Regions from separate parts of the Mus musculus genome. Here regions 2, 3 and 4 are each linked to region 1. Evidence: chromatin contacts called from public HiChIP or PLAC-seq and promoter capture Hi-C data. All regions are on one chromosome and are shown on one strand. Each heading gives the region's core, a stretch centred on a gene start, on an enhancer-like site or on the middle of the called end of the contact. The rest is flanking DNA. Distances are from core to core; before and after follow the strand shown.

The links. Promoter capture Hi-C pulls out the DNA fragments that hold promoters and counts their contacts. HiChIP or PLAC-seq counts read pairs in DNA pulled down with a chosen protein or histone mark.
Region 2: an H3K27ac HiChIP or PLAC-seq map of acute myeloid leukemia shows a contact between it and region 1, with 5 times the contacts expected there. The contact joins the enhancer-like site here to the promoter of Foxj2 in region 1. A contact is called at or near these places in 8 of 39 promoter capture datasets (cranial neural crest, embryonic stem cells, hippocampal neurons and 5 more), 9 of 115 datasets of contacts at active chromatin or transcription factors (VIP interneurons, acute myeloid leukemia, embryonic forebrain and 2 more) and 1 of 9 other capture datasets (embryonic stem cells).
Region 3: a promoter capture Hi-C map of the HPC-7 cell line shows a contact between it and region 1. The contact joins the enhancer-like site here to the promoter of Foxj2 in region 1. A contact is called at or near these places in 17 of 39 promoter capture datasets (the 3T3-L1 cell line, 3T3-L1-derived adipocytes, the HPC-7 cell line and 10 more), 2 of 15 datasets of contacts at CTCF or cohesin (large pre-B cells and stem cell-derived epiblast-like cells), 10 of 115 datasets of contacts at active chromatin or transcription factors (DN3 thymocytes, astrocytes, embryonic forebrain and 7 more) and 2 of 9 other capture datasets (embryonic stem cells and liver).
Region 4: a promoter capture Hi-C map of pre-B cells shows a contact between it and region 1, with 5 times the contacts expected there. The contact joins the promoter of Vmn2r27 here to the promoter of Foxj2 in region 1. A contact is called at or near these places in 1 of 39 promoter capture datasets (pre-B cells) and 1 of 115 datasets of contacts at active chromatin or transcription factors (large pre-B cells).

The regions. Positions count from the first base shown.
Region 1 is chr6:122,818,742-122,821,788 of GRCm38.p6, forward strand. Foxj2 (forkhead box J2) reads left to right here and starts at 1,443. Exons shown (of 11, transcript NM_021899.3): 1 at 1,443-2,229.
Region 2 is chr6:124,447,940-124,450,986 of GRCm38.p6, forward strand. It overlaps Clstn3 (calsyntenin 3), which reads right to left. Exons shown (of 18, transcript NM_153508.4): 10 at 2,767-2,820; 11 at 1,835-1,992; 12 at 1,551-1,699. Among named protein-coding and RNA genes, the nearest start is that of Clstn3, 15 kb to the right of the region's middle. Within about 2 kb of position 1,567, at least 20 of the 459 cell types and tissues checked have an H3K27ac peak or open chromatin away from gene starts, as enhancers often do. A contact at or near this core is called in acute myeloid leukemia, liver and pre-B cells, where this site is marked.
Region 3 is chr6:124,261,323-124,264,369 of GRCm38.p6, forward strand. No RefSeq gene overlaps it. Among named protein-coding and RNA genes, the nearest start is that of Vmn2r27, 31 kb to the left of the region's middle. Within about 2 kb of position 1,564, at least 6 of the 459 cell types and tissues checked have an H3K27ac peak or open chromatin away from gene starts, as enhancers often do. A contact at or near this core is called in the HPC-7 cell line, where this site is marked.
Region 4 is chr6:124,230,388-124,233,434 of GRCm38.p6, forward strand. It overlaps Vmn2r27 (vomeronasal 2, receptor27), which reads right to left and starts at 1,397. Exons shown (of 6, transcript NM_001104642.1): 1 at 1,183-1,397; 2 at 1-78. The coding sequence starts at 1,397.

The DNA.
Region 1 (3,047 bases), core at 193-2,692:
GAATTGCATAATGGTGCGAATTACATGAACTCAGACACAAACAATATCTTCAAGCTGTAGTTACACTCTAAAGGCCTGATACTGCTGCATGGAATTGCCAGTAAGAATCAAGTGTGATAACACACGGAGAGTGTGAAGCCTTAATGCAGACGTTGTATGTGTAATGTGGTTATATGTACAAGAATGTAAGTAAATGGCAGTAGGCATATATTTAGCCAGAAGACAAATGACATCTCTTTCTACAGGGAGTCATCAAACTGTCATCTTTTTGAGCAATTCAAATATCAAGTGAACAATTTCTTTTGTCTTATCATTTTATAATAGAACACAATTGGAGAAAAGTAAGCCAGAGGGTGATATACCTAAGAGTTTGTACTGGAATAGCATGACTGGGGAGGTAAGAGATGGGCTAACCTGGTTCTATTTCCTGTCCCAGGATGGAGATTATTCTGTAAGAAGTAGAGGGATGTGCTGAGAGCCCATTCTATCTCCCTGTGGCACTCAGGATAACATAGTCTATAGAAATGTCACTTGACTTTAGCACAAAGGTAAAAAAAAATGACATTTTATAAGGGAAATGAATAATCATGCTTTGAACCCTTTGTGTACTAGACCATTTTAAAAAGCAACTCGTAAATCATTTCCTTTGGTGACTGCGACATCCATATTAGTAGGCAGGCCAGAGTATCATAGTCCCTTCTTCACAGGCTATGCTTCCAGAAACTAGGGCCTTGCACAAGTTTGCAGAGCCGAAACTAACACAAGACCCCATTTCCCGATGCTCATTTCTCTATAACAGACTCATTTATCTTTTTATACATCCTCGATCCAATCTTTCACTGACCTCCAGGATAAGAGTAAACTTTAACTTCACGCCCGGCCCTATAACCCTTTATAAGCTGTCTGGAAGAGAAAGAGAGGAGCCATCAAATGCGTTTCTGAGAAAACTGGGAATACTTGTCTTAGGCGTAGACCACAGCACAATGAGAGGTGTGTGTGGCCCTTAGCGTGGACGCTGGCATCGCCAGTGCCCGGGACGGAGGGTCGGCGACCCGTGGGCTGCGGGGCTCCGCGCTCCTCCTTAACCCGCGCCGGGAGGCGGCGGCCGCGGCGGCGGGAGGGGGAGGGGCGCGGAGCGCGGCGCCGAGGCCGGGGAGGAGCCGGGGCCTGCAGCGGAGCTGAGCCGAGCCCGAGCCGAGCCCCGACGCGCTCCGTCCGCCTGCCGGCTCCTGGCTGCCCCGACCGGTCGGAGCCTCAGAGGTGGCAGCGCGGGGAGCCCCACGCTCCGGGAAGCGCGGCGGACGGGGGACGTGACCCGGGAGGCGCTGCCGCCCGGCAGCGGGTGACGGGAGCCCGGACCGCGGCCTCCGGGACCCTGCTGTCCAGGCCGGCCGGCCAGGCGGGCGGGAGCCGGAGTGCGAGGACCCCACCCTCGGGACACCCTGTGCCGGGACCTGCTCCCTCTCCCTTGGGAGGGAGGACCCTCCCTACTCCCCGGACAGCCAGAAGAGATCGCCGCAGGGCACGCGGCTGTCCCTCCCACGGTGGCTCCAGCGGAGACCCCCAGAAGTCGGGAAGGGTAGTGAGACCTGAAGGACCCGGAGTGAGACCTCCCTCACGCCTCAGCGCACTCCAGACAGTTTGGGACTTTTGAGGCAGAGAGAAAGGGAGCCATGCCTGTGGAGTAGGCACCCCGCATCCCACCCGGGACTCACCGCGGAGAGGCGTCCTGATACGCACAAGCCAGGACCCTCCAGGGAACCGCCAGGAATTGGTTCCAGTTTGCTGGAGAGTAGAAGACCTCGCCCCTCAACTTCCGTGCACCTAGACAGTGGACCGGGGCAGAGCCCCTCCACTCAGATCTCCAACTGACAGAAAGAGCCCTCAGCCCCTGAAAGATCCAGTTTGGGGGGGGAGGGGGATTCCCCCAAAGGGGAGGAGACAACTCCTGGCTGGGAGAGGCTCCTCCCCTCCTCCCTAGGGTAGCAGGCAGGGGGTGGGGGGTGTGCCATCTTCCCCAGGTAGGTCCTCCCTCTCCCCCTCCTCCTCCTTCGACTCCTCTTCCTCAGGGGACTCAGTTCCCTGCTCCAGCCTGGGAGGCTCCGCCAGGCACTGGAAGAGTCACTGAGGATGCCACCTGTCACCTGCCTCTGAAGAGGGGAATCCCTGCAACCTCAAACTTCTGTACCAGGTGGTTTCCTCCAGCGGCGGGGGGAGCCTTGGAGACAGGTTAGTGCTTTCCGTTCTGTAGTCTTTAGACACCAGGAGGTGTGGGGAGCGGAAATGGTGGAGCTTAGGGTTCATTCGAAGGGAAGAAGAAAGACCCCTGGGAAATGTCTTCCGATGGAACTTTTGCACTGGAACCCACATGTTGCTTCAGAGACTCTGAGAAATGGCCTTTTAAGATTTTGGAGTCCAAAGGGTTGGGTCATTTGCAGCCCCTAGAGAAGTTGATGCTTTGGACTGAGAACAGACAACAGGTGCGTTTTCAGGACGCCATGGTGTTAGTAACTCAGGACACAGCACAGTCAGAATCCCACAGCACTGTCCATCTTTGGGTCTTGTCCTCTGGTGACTGGACCTGCAGTAAATGACCTGCAGTCGTGGGGGCATTTTATGGATTGTATTGTATCGTCCAGGGCATGCCTAAGTCAGTTTAATATTCAACAGACGTCTTCTTTCCAGTCTATTACAATGACTGCTTGCCTGACTGGCGACAGGTCCCCGCCCACTCTGTCTTGGATACCAGGAGGGAGGCCCCTTTTGACAACCCTACTTCAGGCTGGATATCTGCCTCTCTGTGTAAAATCCAAAGGGAAATGCGAATGCACATGTCCTGGAATGAGAAGGAACTGTCAGGGCAATGCACCTTGGTGGGCTGGAGTCTTCCTAGATACCAAATCTGCCTTAGTCCCCTCATGTGTCCTGCCATTCGCTGGAAAAATCAGCTGAATGGAGGAAGAGAAGAAGGTGCTTCCTAGCTTCCTTCCACCCGTCCCTCTATCTTCATGAGCTGTCCACCAGGGAGGTCTGACCTCTGAGGAGTT
Region 2 (3,047 bases), core at 317-2,816, 1.6 Mb after region 1:
GCCTAGGCCTGGACGAGGTAAGAGGGAATCAGATGAACCATGAGCGAAGACATTGACACACATTTACAGGATGCCCCTGCCAGAGTTCCACCCTTGGCTAGAACAATTCTCTCCTCTAATGTAGCTCCTAAGGACATGGAAGGGGTGAGGCAGATCTTGGTTCCTGAGGGATGGAAGCACCTTAAGAATTCTGACTAGGGGACTAGAGAGATAGCTCAGTGGTTAAGAGCATTGGCTGCTCTTCCAGAGGCCCCAGGTTCACTTCACAGCACCCACAGGACACCTCAGTACAAGGTGTCACTCCAACCTGAGAGATCCGAAGGCCTTTGCCGGCACTGCACAACTATGTTATGTAGACATATACATAAAACACCCATATACATCAAAATAAATGTTTTACAAAGGAAATGTTGGCTAGTATACAGTGGGGCGCAGACAGCTCTGGTCTGTGGCCACATGATACGCAATAGTCTGTGACCTTTAACTCCACAGTGTAACCGCAGGACAGCCCAGCTGCAACCTTCCACAGGTCTGACAGGAGCCTAGAAATTGTGCCCAGGTACTACAGGTCACAGAGCCCTCTTCCAATATATCTGAAGCACATGCTTCAGGGAATTTATGGAGAAGTTGAGGCAGAGAGGGGAGAACACGGGAACTCTGGCTCCTAAATTGCATGATCCAGCCACTAGATGGCAGTATGTCTGAAAACTGCCCTCCAGACCATAATAACTGCGGTGGGGTGGGGTGGGGTGGGGTGGGGATGGGGAAGAACTGCCTTCCCAGAGGACCCAGCAGTACCTACCGAATAGCCACAGTGGCAAACATTAGCCCTGGGTGATAGCGATTAGTTCATAACAATTCCATCGGTCAGGTCCTGTTATCCCTCTAATATCTAATAATCTAGACTAATAAATACTAAGATGCTAATCTATATCTAATAAACACTTACACCTTGACCTTACCCACAATTTTTCGGCTGAAGAATGCAAAAGTCATCCCATTACAATATAAAGCTCAGCAAAGTTGTCCTTTAAAAGACTAGCTGGGAAATAATCTCTCTCTTTTGGAAATACGCAATCTCTGTCTCAGCTATTCTCCTGCCTGAACCCTGTAAAAGCAGCCATGAACATCAGGGAAAACAGCAAGCCAGATTTGGCCAGAAGGCATAGGTTCGTCATATTTATTTTGCAAGAACTTGGTGAAGTAAGATAAATAGGCCAAATGAGCAGATCTCACCATTTGTCCAAGGTCATCCAAATAATTAGAATTGAGTCAGAATGTCAGCCCCACCTTATATATTAGCATAAACAAGATCAAAACTCCCAAACCCTGACAACTCATCTTCACAGCGTGTAACAGAACGGGAAACCTGACTCTGGTCCAAGTTCTTCTACCAACATGATCTTCAACAGGTCAGCTGTCCTCTCTTGGGACTCCGAGAGGGAGAGCGGAACATGAAATGAGAAAGGTGTGGCTAGCTCTAGTGATGTCTTAAGATAAAGAACGACACCGACTCTGTTCTATGATCAGCCCGCCTACCCAACACTCACTTGACAGCGGTGGTGAGGCGCAGGGGCCTGACGCCGGGTGTGGCAAAGCGCAGAGTGTTCATGTAAGCCACATGCTGCAGGGCATGGTTGAAGGTCTCCACATCATCCCCCTCCAGGGTGAGCAGGGACTGCGAGGGGTTCACGTGGACCTGGGTCCCAGACACAGACATAGCTGAGAGCAAGACCAGGAGGCAGGAGAGGAAAGGTGCAGAACTGTAAAGGAGTCGAGGGGGGGTCGGGGCCAGGGCCATGCCGGGAAAGAGAGGGAATGGAAAGGGCTATACCTTCATGCCTTTGCCCAGGCTCTCGAAATCCCTATAGTCCAGCCCCTCCCGACATGCATAGAGGCACTCGATGACCTCACGGCTCTCCAGGCGACCTGAGCGCACGCTGAAACCAGCTAGGTAGCCATGAAAGTAGTGGTGGATCAGCAAGGGGTCTCCTAGGGCAGGAACACAGGAGCAGGGCAGGTAGTGAGAGGAGAAAAGAGGAGCAGAGGAAAGGTGGGCCGAGGTTGGGGCTGAGAGAAAAGAGAAAGGAAGACGTAGCAGGAGGCTAGAGAAAGAAAATGAAATTACAGAAATAAGAGATGAGAGGTGAGGGAGAAGTAGGAATGAGGGGTGGGATGGAGGAGACAGAAGAGACCGAATTGTTGCTTAGGATGTGTGAGGCTCTGGGTTCCATCCCGTAGCACACAGGAAGAAGAAAAGTGAGAAGGGGGCGGGGAAAAACACCATGAGGAGGAAGAGGAGGAGAGAAGGAAGAGAAGGGCAGACATGTAAAAAGCCATGAGGAGAGAGAGGAGGAGGAAACCACGGGAGGGGGAACATTAGAAACTGACAGGAAATGAGGGGACTGTAAGAGAGGGCGTCTTTCCAGGGACATGCGGGGAGACCAGGATGAATGTGTGTGAGCTCCATAGATGCCTAGACTGGCCACTCTGGCTCCCTGCTTTTTGCTATTGGAAAGTCAGCAAGAGAAATGGTACTACAGTCTCTAAGCGGGGGCCTGGGGGGTGGGGGGAACACGCAGAATCCAGCCAAGCTATATACCCAGCCTTCTTGCTCCAAGGAGAACCTGCCTTGGCTTAGAGACTGTATACCATGGTGGCGTGTGAAGGAGAAACTAGAAAGGCTGGGTTGGGGGGCAGAAAGAGAAGCACACATAAACCAGTTGAGGTTAGAACTCTGGTCTCCAATTCTCACCCACGGTGTACCTGAGGCTGTGTCTGTACTGTTCTCTCCCCCCTTCTTCTCTTTGTTCTTCTCTTCTGCAAACGAAGAAAAAAAAGCGCAGCAGTGAGCTGGGAGCTGTGACAAGACGTTTTGTAATTCTCCTAAGTCCTCTCTTGCCATGTAGGGTTTGCAGGCTCTCAGCAGAGTCCCAACCCCTCACGTGATATCCCCCAATCTTGCAGGCCTATGTTATAGATTACTCTTTTGAACAGGAAACGGGAGGACTCTGGTACGCAAATGGAAGACTAGCGGTCCCCCCAGA
Region 3 (3,047 bases), core at 314-2,813, 1.4 Mb after region 1:
AGATGGCTGAACACGGGAACCTTCCTAGAAGTGTTATGCCCAGAAGACATGGAAGCCCTCCGCCCCCGCCATCCTTTGCCCAATGGGGCCCTTCCAGGTAGCTGTGTTTTCACACCAGACTTGACGTTTCTTGCCTGTAATACAGTGTCACAAAATAACCCAGTGTCAGGTCTTCGCACTTCACAAATGGGGATAAATTATTCGTTGAACAATTATAAAATAAAATGGAAATGGAGCAGTTTTATCCCAACTGGGCACAGTGGTGTTCCTCCCAGTGTTTTCCAGAATGATTAAGGGACCTGAGTTCAGGGACAGCTAAGTTCCACAAAAAGCCAAAAGAAACACCAGCAGCCAACAATAGTACTGATTTTAAAAAATCAACAGAGCTTTTAAAATAGAATACCAAATAAGTCCATTTTCCCAGTTCCTCTAGATACATTTTTTTTTTTTGCTATTGAAAATAAAAATATCAACATTTCCTTTTCTAAATAGGTGCTATCAAAATTTTGGAGTGGGGTGGGTAAATGTTTTATTGTTTGAGAATTTTATATACAAAAAAAGGTGGTTTGATCAAGCCCACCCACTACTGTTCACGCCCTAATCTCATGTTCACTTTTAAAAACCATGGGTCAGTATTGTATGAATATAGGGTCATTCACTGGCCTATCAGAGGCAAGAACAACAGAAGGAGGAGGAGAGGGAGGAGGAGGACGAAGAGGGGGAGGAGGGGGAGGAGGGAGAAGAACAGTGTCCCTTCTGTCAGCCATCAACAACCTCCTACAGTAGCATCTGAGCTAGGGTTGTGACGCTGTGTTCCCGCCACATCCCTGCTGGAATTTCACCTGACTGGATGGTGTGCATGCAGCCACAACCACTGTGAGTTTATGTGTGCACTAGCCCAGTCATGTCCAGAAAATGCTACTATGAAGCAGTCCTCTGTGATTTTTACCTCTTATAATCTTTCTTCCGCCTCTGCTGTGATGTGATGTTCCTGAGCTGGGGGCGGGGGGCAGTAGGTGTGATACAGGTGTCCCATTTGTGGTTGAACAGTCCACACTGTCTTGTTCACTTCACCTTGACCGGTTGTGGGTCTCTGAATTGACTGACATCTACTGCAAGCGGAACCTTCTCTGACGAGGGTTGAGGGATGCGCTTACAGATGGGTATGAAGAAGAGTATCTAGAAGGCAGTTTAACCGTGTGCAGATTCAGCGATCAGAAAGTGGTTAGCTGCTCTATCAGCCATTTTGGTTTTGGCAAGTGTCAGCTATGGGGTTGGTAGAGCCATGTGCCAGCAGATGCAGCAAAACAACTCACTTAACACAACTTTCACAGGGCATCTGTTGCTTAGGAGATATTCAATCTTGTCGGCTTTTCTCTTCCTGCCAATAACAACATCTGGGTCCCTCTCTGCAGGGAAAGCCACCTCTAGACTCTTCCATTCTGGGCCTGGGGTAGGTCTTTTGTTAGAGGGAAAGAGAGGGCAGCACTTAGCTTGAGTCCAGTCGTGAAGGTTCTTTGTTAACTTCCTGTGTGGGAACCCACTGAAAGAGACGATGGAGATCCACCACTGGGTGGCGCACTGCCTTCAAGTCATTACCTCACACCCAAACTAGGTCTGTGCATGTGTACAGTGAACCTGCATTAAACAGGACCTCAAATAAGACAAGAGTTTATCTTTCACATCAGTTTAATCCAAAAAGAAAAGTCTTCCCACCCCTCCATAGCAATGCTATCTATGTCAATGCTTGTTAGTGATTAAAAAAATTATCATGAAAAAGAGTCTAAATAGCATTGAGATTAGGGTAGAACCAAGGTTATTGGATCTAAGGTAATTAGAGGTTTTGTTTTGCATTTTATATCATATTTCCTATTACAGAAGACAGGATAAAATTTAAACATCAGATCAGAAGTGTTTGAAATTGAATTGAGTATTTTAGGCTGTGAGAGGCCAGTCAGTGCTTGCAAGGGTGGGCCAGGGTGTATTTGCCCTCCTGACTGGAATAACTGGTGCCATCTCCTACAAGTGTGGCCCAGAACCCCCAAGCTACTTCTTAAAATACAAGTTAGATCCCAACTTCCAGGTTTCATGGTGTTTTTATAGTTTGCTTCCTCTGGCTTTAGAATGTCTGTGCAGCATGGTTCAATGTGTAAATTCTGCAGTCAGTGGTTCTTGATAACATTACTCCACACACATCTGAAAATATGTCCTGACACTTTTGTAGACAAGGCTGGGAGAGGGAAATTCTATTGAGAGGGTCAGGAGCTGTTCAGTGTAAGACTGTCACCCTGATAACAGTGTCCTTGGAGGAGTCAGCTTTGAGCCCAGGGAAGGGGTCCCCTGAATGAGCATGGAGGGCATCTACTTATGCTCCTCCTTTAGGTGGTACCAGACATGGATAAACATGTTGATATGATTTACAATAAAAATACAGATGTTCAGCATGTTAAAATTTAAGAGTCCACCTTCAGCTGGACAGTCCCAAGGGTACTTTCAAGCAGTGTCTCTGAACATCAAGTAATCAGACCAGCAGCAAAATCTCGAGATGATAATTTCTTTAACTACCTGCCCACATTTTGATTCATTTTACTGAAATTACTAGAAATGACAAAGAAAGTATTGTATGCAAGTACCAAATAAAGTCAAATGTATTTGTGTAAGAAAAAAAAATACAGATGTTCTAGTGAGTTCAAATTCTGCTACCTTGCACGATAATAACATCTACAGCATGATTAAATTAGTAACACTTTACCTCTCAAAGAATACAACTTTATAAAGATACAGTGAGTCTGTATTGCATATTATTTGCCATTAGTTGACCTGACTGAAAAAGCACCTAAGACAGAGAAAATTTTTAAATTACCCCAGAATGATTGCCTTCCTGCCGTCTTTCCCTGTTAATCATTCCACGGTCACTTTAGACAAGGGCAGACATCAAGGATATTAGCAACTGCACTGTTCCCAAGGCATTGACCAGATGTGAGTGGCACTGACCTTAAGCAACGATGCCTTAGAGAAGAGGATCTCCATGGAACTTCAGAGTCTCA
Region 4 (3,047 bases), core at 147-2,646, 1.4 Mb after region 1:
AGAATATTTGGGTCCTTGTTGATTGTTTCTACAGCAAAAACCATTGCCAATATGTGCTGATAATGTTTAGGTAGATTGCTAGGAGGAAAAATTAGAAAGACCATTTTGTGTTCTTTTTTAATATTAATTTTTAATTAAAATATAATTATATCCTTTACCTTGTGCTCATTTATCCACCCAGTGCCTCTCATGCTACCTCTCAAATTCTGGATTTTTACTTATAAAAGTCTAAGTCATATAAAAATATACATGATATACCAAGAAACAAGCAGGATATTCTATATTTAAAATGTGAAGAAATTAGTCTTAAGAAAGAAGATTCATAGTACAACTTATCAAATTCAATTTTTTTGAATTTTTTTTTTGAGACAGAGTCTCACTTATTCAGCCCAGGCTGAAATTAAACTCAGTATATAGACTAGGTTAAACTCAGGCTCACAGAACTGCCTCTGATTCTCAAGTTCTGGGATTAAAGGTTTGTACTACCACATACTGTGAAAAGTAAAACTTTCAATTTTTACTGTGCGATTGTGTATGAGAAATTTAAATAGAAGAGTAAAGCATGTGGGAAATAGCAAACATTCAAAGTTAATCTTTCAGGAAGTATTTAAAAATAGGATGAACCTCAGGAAAGTACACAGTGGTTGATCAACCATAGCAATTTAAAAACTGTCAAGTACATTGAAACATGATAAATAAAATATTTTCTGTATACTACACTAAATAACTACAAAGAAAAATTGTTCTTAACTACAAATTATTTTCAACATATTCATATTTAAAAGAATTCAACATGAGTAGGGGAGAGATGCACAGAGCGCCAGTCATGGTTGAGTAGCTATTGGCATTTGGTGGCTACTGGGGAAGGGAGAGGCTGTTTCCTTAGGAGGTTTGTCCTAGTAGCTTACCTAGACTCTAGATGATGTCTTATACGTCTAGAGTACTGGCATGCCTAAATTAAATTACTAAAGTAAAAAGTGAGAAAATGAGGAAAAGAGAGAAACAGAGACATAGAGACAAACAGACAGAGAGATAGAGGGACAGAGACAGAGAGACCCCATAAAGTTGAAGGCAGGATACATTGGAGGGGAAGCGGTAGAGATGGGAGAGATCAACATATATTTTATATGAGTATGAAATCCTGAAACAATAATTTTTTAAAGAGAGAAGACAAACACTTACAAATAACTACCATATGTCATATTCATTGTCTCATTAAAGCAAAATTCAGTTCTGTCTTCTCGACCAGTCACTCTAAGGGAAAAGAATCCTCCAATAAGAAAATCCCCATCTTGATTGTAGCCAGGAGAATCAGGTACACTTATGTAGAAACAAGACATTTTTTCCTGGAATGAAATGAGAACAATCACTAGAGAGAAGGCAATGAGTAATTTCATAATAACATTGATAAATAATTGATAAAACCAAGATAACTGTTCAGTTAAGAACCTTGGACTAATCAACATGAACAAATGGATAAAATATGTGGCTGTCTGGTCTGTGTTGATCAAATTTATAAAGCATTGTTTTGTCCTGATACAGACCCACCAGTATTCAAACACTCCCTCAGTTCCAGGGAGTATAATTTGTGTTGCACCTACTAGATTGTGTCCCCTTCACAGAGTTGCTGTGAGTCTCCAAGGAATCATGAACCTGTCACTGGGCACCTGGGAATTCTGGGTCTCGGCAGGAAAACATGCAATTAAGAACAAGTGTGAAGTCCTCTCAAACACCTGTGGGGTGTTTGCACTCAGTAAGCTGAGGATTCTCAAGGTCCCAAGGTAAAGAGACACTAACCAGTGGAAACATAATAATGTCATGATGGGTCATCTAAAGGAGACATCAAAGGACTCAGTGTTTGAGGGCAAAAAGGCTGGACTCTCAATCATTTAACATCAGTGTCATCTTACAGTGTTCTGTAAGGAAAGAAAAAGCCTTACCCTAGAAAACATTTCTAGACACTATACTGGGTCAAATATCAGCTTGGGTATGCTTTTTATTGGATATTTTATTCATTTTATTCATATTTATTCACTTACATTTCAAATGTTATCCCTCTTTCCTGTTTTTCCCTCTGCAACTCCCCTATATCATTCCCCTCCTCCTGCTTGTATGAGGGTGCTCCCCCAAGGACAACTCACTCCCAGGTCACCTCCCTATCATTTCCAAACACTGGGGAATGGAGTCTTCACGGGTCCAAGGGATTCTCTTACTCTTGATGCCAGGCCAAGCCATATTTTGCTACATGTGCTGCTGCAATCATGGGGGGCAATGGGGAGTCCTTCCTTGTGTACTCTTTGGTTTGGTGATTTAGTTCCTGGGAGTTCTGGGGTGACTGGTTGGTTGATATTGTTGTTCTTTCTATGGCGCTACAAACCCCTTCACCTCCTTCAGTCCTTTTTCTATCTCCTACATTGGGGTCCAAGAGCTCAGTCCAATGGATGACTGTGAGCATCCACATCTGTATTTGTCAGGCTCTTTCAGAATCTCTCAGGAGAGAGTAAGAACAGATTCCTGACAGCAAGCTCTTCTTGGCATCCACAATACTGACTGGGTTTGGTGACCATATATGAGATGAATCTCCAGGTAGGGCATCTCTAGATGGCCTTTCCTTCAGTTTTTGCTTCAATATTTTCCTCTGTATTTCCATTACACAGGAGCCATTCTGGGTTAAAATTATATAGAAGGGTAGGTGGCCCCATCCCTAAATCAGAGGCCATGCCTAATCTCTCCATATGGTCCCTACAGATTCTCTCTCCCATTTGTTGCATATTTCATTTAATATCATCCTCGTTGGTCCTGGGAGCCTCTTGCTCTCTTGGCATCTGAGATTTTCTGGTGGCTACACCCAGTTCCCCATTGCCATTGCTATATACCTCTGTTCAATTTCCTGACCCATTGTTAATCTCCCCCATCTCCTCCAACAACTGATTCTGTCCACCTTTTCCTCTTCCCCTCCTTTATTCCTCCCAAGTATCTCCTACCTTCTATCTCACATTATTATTTTGTTTCTCCTACTAAGAAGGCCTGAAACATCAACACATTGG